2 separate regions of the Sus scrofa genome follow, and region 2 is linked to region 1. Evidence: chromatin contacts called from public HiChIP or PLAC-seq data. All regions are on one chromosome and are shown on one strand. The core of a region is the stretch at or near the end of the contact, and the rest is flanking DNA. Distances in the headings are between cores, read along the strand shown.

Region 1 (4,443 bases), core at 815-3,314:
GGGAGGGGAGGAAGGCGGACAGGATGTGACTGAAACTACTGAGGCCAGAGCTTGGCAGAGGAAGAGCAGAGTGTGAGAGACTAAAAACGGGAAAATGGACCCGAGTTCCCACCGAAACTGCGATTAAGGCGTTTGTGGACTTTAATCTTGGAATCCAGGGAGCCCACAGTGACAGGGCCACACCTGTGATGGAAGCTGCTACACATTCGGCCAGAAAATGTGTGTGTGTCTCAAGCAAGCAAGTAACTCTTCAAGCAAGTTTCCCAAGGCGGACAAACTAGCTGCGATTATTTCCGGCAAAAAGGATTTCCTCCTGCCTTTTCAAAGTATGTAGACTCTTCCTACTCCTCATCAACAGTCACAGGCGGACATGTATGTTCTCAACGTCAAAGACCAAAAGAAAAAAGGTGCAGCTGGCAACCGCCTCCTCCGCTGGCCTCCAAAGCCACCTGTGCCTACACACGTCACATCCAAACAGACGGCATCTAGAGAGGTCCCGGTGCAAAGAATCACAGCGGCCACCCACCGATTCTTCCCTCTCCGGATGCGACGGGGCGAGCTCGGCAGCACTGGCCGCGGAGGACGCGCGGTCGCCGCCTGAGCGCGCTGAGTCAAGTTCTCCCACTCGACGGACGGGAGGCGAGCGCTCCAAAGCGGGTACCCGAGCCCGAGAAGGGACGGAGCGGGCTGCTCTGCGTCCGCCGCGCTTCTACAGCACGCCGGCAAGCCGCGTCGAGCTGTCATCCTGAACACAGCTTCCCCGCGTCTCAGAGGTGGGGCGACGCGGACACATCACCCTCGGAGAAGCGCAAGGAAGACAGGCGCCCCGGGAGGACCAGCGCCTCGGCTCGGGACGCGGCGCCGGCGGGGCGAGGGCGCCGGGAGACAAGCCCCGGCCAGAGGCCCCAGCCGCGCTCGAGGGCGGCCCGGCGCGGGCGGAGCAGCGGCCCGGGAGGCGAGCCGAAGGGAGGCTCGAGTCCAAACAAAAACAGCCCGAAGCGGAGCGCGGCAGAGGGAGCAGATTGGGCGAGACGGTTCACGGCTGCCCATTGGAGAAGAGGGAAAACAGAGTCCCCCAATCGCGAGCGGCGGGGCTGCTCCCCTCGTGCGGCCGCGGGCCGGCCCGGCGCTGCCCGGCGGCCGCTACCGCTCCCTTCCGGCGGCGGCGCCCACTGCAGGGCCCGCGCCCCGCGCCCGCCGCCGCCGCCGCCGCCGCCGCCGCCGCCGCCGCCGCGCCCCTCCCCCGGTCGCCGCCCCCACCCCCCGCGGCCCCGGCCCCGGCCCCCGCCCGGCGCCCCCGCGCCCGCCGGCCCGCCCCCAGCCCGCCGGCCGCCGCCCGCGCCCGCCGCCCCGGCGCCCCCCGCACGCCCGCCCCCCGCTCACCGCCGGGCGCTGCCCGCTCCTCCTCGGGGCGCGTCGAGGCCCCGCCGCCCGGCCGCTGCACTGGGGGGCCCGCGCTCCCCAGCGCCACTCCCCCGTCCCCCCAGAAAATTAATCACCAAAAATAATTCCAGAGAAAAATGGAGAGTAAAATCCAAGATGGCGGCGCATGCCGCAGCACCGCCCGCTCCATCCGCTGTCGGGAAATGAGTCCCCGCGGCGGCCGGAGCCCCCCGCCCCCACCGCGCCGCGCCCCCGCGCCCCCGCGCCCCGGGCCTCACCTCGCCTCTCGCGCGGCCTCGGGGTTCCAAAGGCAGCCGCTGGCCTGGTGGCTCCGCGTCCCGGGTCCTGGCGCCGCGCGTGCCGCCTCCGGTGCCCGGGCGCCCTCACCTCATAGCTCCGGAGCCTCGCCGCCCGCGCCGCAGACGCGTCGCCGCCCCCGGTGAGCCGCTCGGACGCCGCCCGGGAACGGTGGAAGGACACGAAAAGAAGTGCCCTCGGCCGGGCGGAGGGACACCACTCCGGGCTCGCGCCGCTGCGGCCGCCTCTGTTGCTTTTACGGGACGGGGGGTGGGGGGAGGCGGAGAAACCCGAGAAAGAAATGAGTTCCCCGCCGGGTGCTCCCGCGGCGGAGGGACAAAAAGCGAATTTCGAGCGGACGAGGCGACTCCCTGCTTCGCTCGCTCGCGGCGGAGGGATCCGTGTCGAGTAGTCGCAGGAGATCCCTCCGCCCCTCAGCTGCCCTTTAAATCGCGGCTGGAGGCGGCGTCGTCGCGCGCCCCTCAGGCGCCCCTCAAGCCTGAGGCCTGTTGTGCTCCGGTCCCGGCGAGGCTGCCCTCCACCTTGGTTCCCGGGCGCAGCTGCACCCACCGGCTACAACTCCCGAGCTGGGACGGGAGCAGCCCGGGAGCGGGGTGGGGGTGGGGGGACGGACGGGCTCCTCGCCCAGGGCGCCTCCGGGTTGCGCCGGGGGGAGGCGGCCCCACGGAGGCGAGCCTCTTTGTTGTGGGAATGGGTGTCATTGGAAGCTGACCCACCCTTCGAGGCCTGTGGGCAGCCTGAGCGCTCCACCGCCTAGTGTGCGGGGAGGAGGGAGGGAGCGTGCCTTCATCAGGCCACTGGCTTCCTAGCGTCGGCCGCCCCTTGCCTGAGCGCCTACTGTGTGCCGGCTTCCCGGGAAACAGGTCTTCCCGCCTCCCTGGTTGGGCAGTGCCCGCCCCGAGCATGCGGCCCCTCCGGAAAGCTTGGGCGGGTCGGGGTGTTGCGGGGAGAGGCTCACTCGCGCCAGGTGTGCGGGGAGCGTGCGAAGCCCCGCCCTTGGGGCCCGCAGGTGGCGATGATGACTGAGAAATAACAATCGCGAGAGGACCGGGAGTACCAGCCTTTACTGCCTGCCGGGTGCCCCGTCTCTCGTCCTCCCTACAACGACCCCCAGCAGGAGCGGACCGTCTTTTCCTGGTTCATACGTAGGGAAACTGAGGCACCGACAGGGCAGGTGACCTCTGAGCCGATCGGGGCGTGGGCCAGCGCCCTCATCCAGCACTCCGGGGAGAGGTGCAGGCGTCGAGGTTGCCGCCGGCGGGCGGATGCACGGAGGCGGCGCCCGAAGGGTCTCCCCCGACGCGGAGGGGCGCTCGGAGGAGGGCGCGGTTGGGCGACGTGAGCCCAACAAGTGCAAAGGCCCTGGAGCGGGGGTGGGGGGGCGGGGTTGCTAAAGACGCCGCCGCTTCCGGAACTTAGGGAAGCCCAGCGCGGCTCCTGCAGAGAGGAGGCGGGCAGGGCCGGCGGGTCCACCTATTCCCGGAGGAGCCCCACGTCTCCTTTGGCTTCCTCTGCATCCCCCAGGGCCTGGCCCCGAGTAGGCCGACCGGAAAGGACGGTTCCGCGGGGCGTGTGGGTGACCGCACGGACTGTGGGCCGAGGAACCTCATTATTCCTCCCCCTTGACCTTGGGTGGCAGACAGGACGCTCATTAGCCCCTTCCGCAGGTGGCCCACTGAGGCGCAGGGATTTGCTGAGGGCAGGTATCTAACAGGTGGAGGCGGGGCTAGACCTTTAACACCGGAGCTCCTCCCACTGGCCTCGCCTTCCCGCCGGGGAAGCCCACCCGGTGGGGTCCGGACCAGGGAAGCCTCCCCAGGCTTCGGTTGAAGCACAGCCAAGCACGTTGCCCTGCCCTTGCTGCCTTTTCACTCCAAAAGCCTCAGGGCCATCGGTGACCTCAGACGTTGTCATGCCACCTTCTTTGCAAGCCCGGCAGGAATGATTTGCTTTGGTTTCATTAGCTTCTGATTGATCGCTAAAGTTTTTTTCCAAGATTTTCAAGGGTGCTTGGCTCCGGATACTCAAATTGCATCCCACTGAGACTGGCTTTGCCACCCCGTTTCCTCACCGGATACCCGAGGGAGGCGAGCACAGTGGGCACCACAGCCCTGTGTGGGTCCTCCTGGGCCTTGGTGCCCAGGCCTGGGCAGCACTTCACAGCCCCAAACATCAATGTCTCCCCACTCCAAGCTTTCCAGAGTCCACCCCGACACTGAGCCCTGAGGCTGATGCCCAAACTCGGACCCTGTGAAGCCCCCAGACTCCCAAGATGCTGGCAGCTCCCTTCATCATCTGCCCAGGGCCAGGCCAAGTGTTCCGAGCGGTGCTTTGCAAGGGAGCAGGCCGGAGAGGGCCAGTCAGGACAGATGGTCAAACCCAGGTATGGGCTGGTGCCCTGGTTCTGGATCTGTCCCTCCCCCAGCTTCCCTGCATTGCCAGCTGCTCTTCCTGCCTCAGCCGAGAGGCTCAGGGTGGGCCAGAGCCCCTGAGTTGGGGCTCAGAACCTTGATGCAGCCATGTTGAAGGGAGGCTGGGCTGGGCAGAGGCCACAGCCCCGAGCGGCCCTCCTGGGGGAGACTGGAAATTCGACTTCCCTGCAGTGAGTGTGGCCGGCTGGAGGCCGCCTCCTGCCAGCTGGCAGAGGAGGGGGGATGGGGGACAGGAAGTAATGTGGCCAGGCACCTGCCCAGCCCCCACGTGACAGGAGCCAGTGGCATTTACACTGGGAAGCCGCTGGAT
Region 2 (4,712 bases), core at 605-3,104, 300 kb before region 1:
ACCCAGGCTCTGCCAAGCCCAACAGACCCTCCCAGGGCCCACATGGCCTCCTGGCCTTGGCTTTGCCCCCTTAGTCTCCTACCTTAGGTGCCCGCTGTCGGGGACGCTTGGCACAGTTTCCCATGGGCCCTGGAACCATGCCAGGCCTGGAGCCCCAGGGGCGGCCCGGGACTGGGCCTCAGCAGATGCCGTGCGCTCCCACCAGCCCTCTGCCACTCCCAGCAAGGAGCACTGCAGGGGATTTTCCCGGGGTTTTGTGGGGAAGATTGGGGGCGGGTGGGCAGGCGGGGAGCCCTGGGCACAGGGGCTTGGGTCCTAATCCGGGATTATCTCTGAGCATCTCTGCTGGTGAGGGGGGCCCCTCGGGGCACAAGGCCCCCCTGGAAGGCGCAGCTTCCCCACGCTCACTCCCGAGGGTCTTCCAGCCACCCCCTCTCCAGCACCCTCTCCCCCCACCCCTGCCCCTAATCACTCCCGACCAGGAGAGGTTTAAGGTCTTCAGAAGTGGGGCCTGGACCTGGAAGAGGAAGCCAGGTGCCCAGTGTGTCAGGTGGGCTGGGCTATGTCTCCCCCAAGAACCGAAGATGCCCAGGAAGCCTCTGCCCTCCCTGCCCGTGGCCTTGCCCTCACCTCGGAGCATCGGCCTAGCCTGCCTGCCCTTGGCACCCCTGCCTGGACCTGCCCCCTCACCCTTGTACTTGGGGGCAGCTGACTCTGGGCTCTGTGGGCTGGAAGCGGGGCTCAGAAGGCGGAGGTGGGGAGGATGCCAGCCTCCCTCCTGGCAGCTGAGTGATCCGCTGACCTGTCTGTCGGCATGCACGTCTGAGGTCCCCTCGCTGGGCTCAGCCCTGGGTTTGACCTACAGGGCCCCGGTTGGGGCAGGGGTCCCCTCTGTCCCCTTGTGGCCCCTCAGTTGAGGACACCCCCCCACCCCTGCCCCCTTTACCTGCCCGTAGGCGGCCTGCACCTGGGCCTCAAGCTCCCGCAGGAGGGCCCGCCGCCTGGCCACTGGGCTGGCAGGGGCCTGGCTAGGCCCTGGAGCCCCCGCAGAGAGGTTGGGGTCCCCAGTGGGGATGCTGTCATCGGCCGGGCCCTCGGCCAGGGCCATGGAGATGGGGGCTTGGCACCTCCTGCTGGCTGAGGGGCACTGCCCCACTCCGCTCTCCTTGTTCCTGTGGGATGCGGGAGGCGGGATGCAGGATGGCGGCTGAGTGGGCAGCTGTGGGTGTGGCCCCCGAGGGTCCTGCAACGCTTCTCCCTGTGCCTCCCTCCCCAGGCTGATGGGGCCAAGGGCTCTCTGAGACCCCTGTCTTTCCTGGCTCCCCAGGCTGCTCACACGCTCCTCCCTGAAATCCTAGCCTTCCCTGACCAACCAGACCAGCATGCAGCCCTCCAGGCCTCCTGCTCGTTCATGGGCTCTGCATCGCCTCGCATCCCCGCCCCCCTCTGGTTCTGTGTCTCTCTCTGCCCCTCCTGCGCCCCCTGTTCCATGGGGATCCCTCGGTGTGTGTCACACCTGCAATTTTGCTCTACCCCCGCCGCCCGCTACCCTCTGTCCAGCTGTGTCTCTGCCTGTCTCTTTGAGGGTTCCCTCCCTCTGTTGTGAGACTTCCACACTGTCTGTCGGTCTGTCCCTCTTCGCTCTTCCTAATATCCCACCATCCCCTCTCCCACGATGGCTCCTGGATTCTGGGAAGAGCATCCCCCAGCCCTGCCCCAGCTCTTCCTCTCCTCCCCACCCAGAGCCGCTGGTACCTCTGCCCTTCCTCACCTCCCCACCTCCTGCCAGCACCCCCCACCCAGCTTCTGCTTCTCAGGGAAAAGGGGTGGGCAGGCAGCCTCCAGGCCTCTCATGCCCCTTTGTTATGCCCCCGGCCCGCTTACCGCCCAGCTGCCTGCTCCTCACCTCCCAGAATGAGGTCACTGGTCCTGCCCCCGCCCTGCTCCAGGCCTCTCATGATTTATTCACCTGCCCCCTGCACCAGCCTTTGTCCAAGGGAACCAGATCCCACCAGGCACCTGCCACCTGAGCTGATGGCTCTGGCCTCTCTCGGCCACAAGTGGCCATCCATTCATGCCTTTCTTTTGCAAACATCTGAAGTCTGCTGGGATCCAGCCCCAGGTGGACCCCATCTTCCCTGAGGGCCCTGCTCTCAGGCACATCCAGTTCAGAAAAGGGCCAACAGACAGTCTCTCAGTGCTTGGGGACACTGACTCAGCTTCAGGAAGGCTTCCTGGAGGAGGTGAGGGGGTGGGGTGGCATCCTTGGCATGGCCCACCAATTTTTTTGTTTTCCTCTTTTAAGGGCTGCACTTGTAGCATATGGAGGGTCCCAGGCTAGAAGTCCAGTTGGAGCTGTAGCTGCCAGCCTACACCACAGCCACAGCAACACGGGATCCGAGCCCCATTTGTGGCCTATGCCACAGCTCACGGCAATGCCAGATCCTTAGCCCACTGAGTGAAGCCAGGGACCCAGCCTGCATCCTCATGGTTACTAATCGGGTTCATAAACCCGCTGAGCCATGACGGGAACTTCCCAACCACCAATGTTTAACTTGACTCTGGCTGAGTGCCAGGGTCCCCAGCAGGGGTCAGCTATGAGCTTAGAGTGTTCCAGGCGCTGGAATCCAGCTGAGTAGGTGGGGGGAGGCCCTCCGGAGGGAAGTGCGTAGTCGCCCCCGGAAAGGGTGTGGTGGCAAGAAGCTGGAGAAAACTTCAGCGAGACCCAATCTTCAGCAAATGTGTGTGGCACCCTTGCTGTGGGCCTTCCTGGGTGCTGGGAGCCTGTCCCACCTGGTGGGAGCTGCATACTCAGCAGAGCCAGGGTGGCTGTGGAGCAGCGAGTTGCAGGGAAGGGCCCCACCGGATGGGAGATGGAGGGGGCGTGGCGACCTTGCTGTGACTCGGGGCTGAGGAAGTGACCTGGGAGCCAAGATCAGAGGGATGAAGCGAGTGGCCACAGGCGGAGGGAAGGGCTTCCACAAGGTCCTGAGTGGGCCTGAGGATCTGAGGAAAGGCCAGGGTTGAGAGGCTCATGGACATCAGCCGGGGGGTCAAGGCCGAGAAGAGCTCATTGTGGTCATTCGTGTTGACCCACGAAGGCTCCGTCTCAGCATCCTTCAGCCCCTCTGCACCCCGGGTCGCATCTCCCCCTGGAGCCCAGGAGTTCACCGCATCCCAGCAACACTGAGACTCTCCCTCAGAGACAGAAATTCTCAGGCTTTCTGCAAGGTCATTAAAAGGGCCTTTGCTGTGTGACCCTAGACAAGGTATTTCACCTCTCGGAGCCTCCGATTCCTTCTCTGGAGAGTAAGGGTTGACCTAGGATCTGCCTCAAAGTGTCTTTGATAAAGGACCCAGCAGAGTTCAAAAACATAGGAAGCGTTCATGGGAAGCATCCAAAAACTGATAGATATCACATGGGATCAAAGATTCCACGTCCAAAAAACCATCGAAGCGGGTGGGAAGTGTTGGGAAATGTGTGTTCCAAAGTATGAGCTAAAGCAGTGGGGGTTTATCCCCGGTCGGGGCATGGCGGGTAGAAGGGGCAAAGCCTTCACGTCCAGCTCCAGCGTCCGGGATGACCAGGTGGCTCAGTGGTGGACAAATGAGTGGATGGATGGATGGGTGGGTGGATAGGTGGGTGGTTGGATGGGTGGGCGGATGATCTGATGGACTGGTGGTTGGAAGGATGGAGGATTGAGTAGATGGATGGACACATTGACAGATGGAGGAGGGCTAGATGGACAGGTATATATATGGTTGAGTAGATATGGTTTGGAAGCTCGATGGATGGATGGATGGACAGGTGGGTGACTGACTGGGTAAAAGGATGGGCAGAGGCTTTCACGGGCTAGTGGTTAAATGGTTGCATTGATAGATGGACAGTTGGCTGGACGGCTCGATGAGTGCCGGAAAAGATGGATGGATGGGCAAGTGGAGGATAACTGGGTGCATAAATGAGTAGCACATGGGTAAACGAGTTGGTGGGTAAATAGAGATGTTTTGATGCACTACTGGTCTAATGTTTGGCTGCTGGATGGCTGGATGATGGCATAGATAGGTGTATAGATGGACAGACAGACAGATGGAGGTGGATAGATGGCTGGGTGGATGGACGGCTGGTGAAGGTATTACATTCTTCATTAAGAGAGTCCATTAGGCTGGAGACCATATCAGCTATTCCAGTGTCTCCCATGACGTCTAGCCCACTCATTGCTGAGACCTACTACTCAGTATGTGAATAAAGACTTGTGTCTAGGAGTTCCCGTCGTGGCGCAGTGGTTAATGAATCCGACTAGGAACCATGAGGTTGCGGGTTCAATCTTTGGCCTCGCTCAGTGGGTTAAGGATCCGGTGTTGCCGTGAGCTGTGGTGTAGGTCGCAGACGCGGCTCGGATCCCGCGTTGCTATGGCTCTGGTGTAGGCCGGTGGCTATAGCTCTGATTATACTCCTAGCCTGGGAACCTCCATATGATGTGGGAGTGGCCCTAGAAAAGTCAAAAAGACAAAAAAAAAAAAAAAAAAAAGACTTGTGTCTACCTATCGCCTCCTACTCTGAGCTGCAATTCCTCTGATGGCAAAGGTGAGGGCTCCTTCTCCGCCCTGTTCCCCACAAGCCAAACTCTGACATGGCACCTGGTAAGCACCCTACCCAGAGCCATCCTGAGATACCACCTCACACTCACTAGGATGGGTAGAGTAAAGCAATT

Evidence for each region. HiChIP or PLAC-seq counts read pairs in DNA pulled down with a chosen protein or histone mark.
Region 2: a contact with region 1 is called in an H3K27ac HiChIP or PLAC-seq map of alveolar macrophages. The contact joins the promoter of CABP2 here to the promoter of KMT5B in region 1. A contact is called at or near these places in 1 of 5 promoter capture datasets (fetal liver), 1 of 47 Hi-C or Micro-C datasets (epiblast stem cells) and 1 of 2 datasets of contacts at active chromatin or transcription factors (alveolar macrophages).

The regions. Positions count from the first base shown.
Region 1 is chr2:4,708,157-4,712,599 of Sscrofa11.1, reverse strand. It overlaps KMT5B (histone-lysine N-methyltransferase KMT5B), which reads right to left and starts at 2,064. Exons shown (of 11, transcript XM_021082731.1): 1 at 1,662-2,064. It overlaps LOC102162815 (a long non-coding RNA gene), which reads left to right and starts at 2,280. Exons shown (of 4, transcript XR_301556.3): 1 at 2,280-4,443.
Region 2 is chr2:5,012,030-5,016,741 of Sscrofa11.1, reverse strand. CABP2 (calcium-binding protein 2) reads right to left here and starts at 1,854. Exons shown (of 9, transcript XM_021083295.1): 1 at 1,772-1,854; 2 at 947-1,172; 3 at 83-231. The coding sequence starts at 1,854.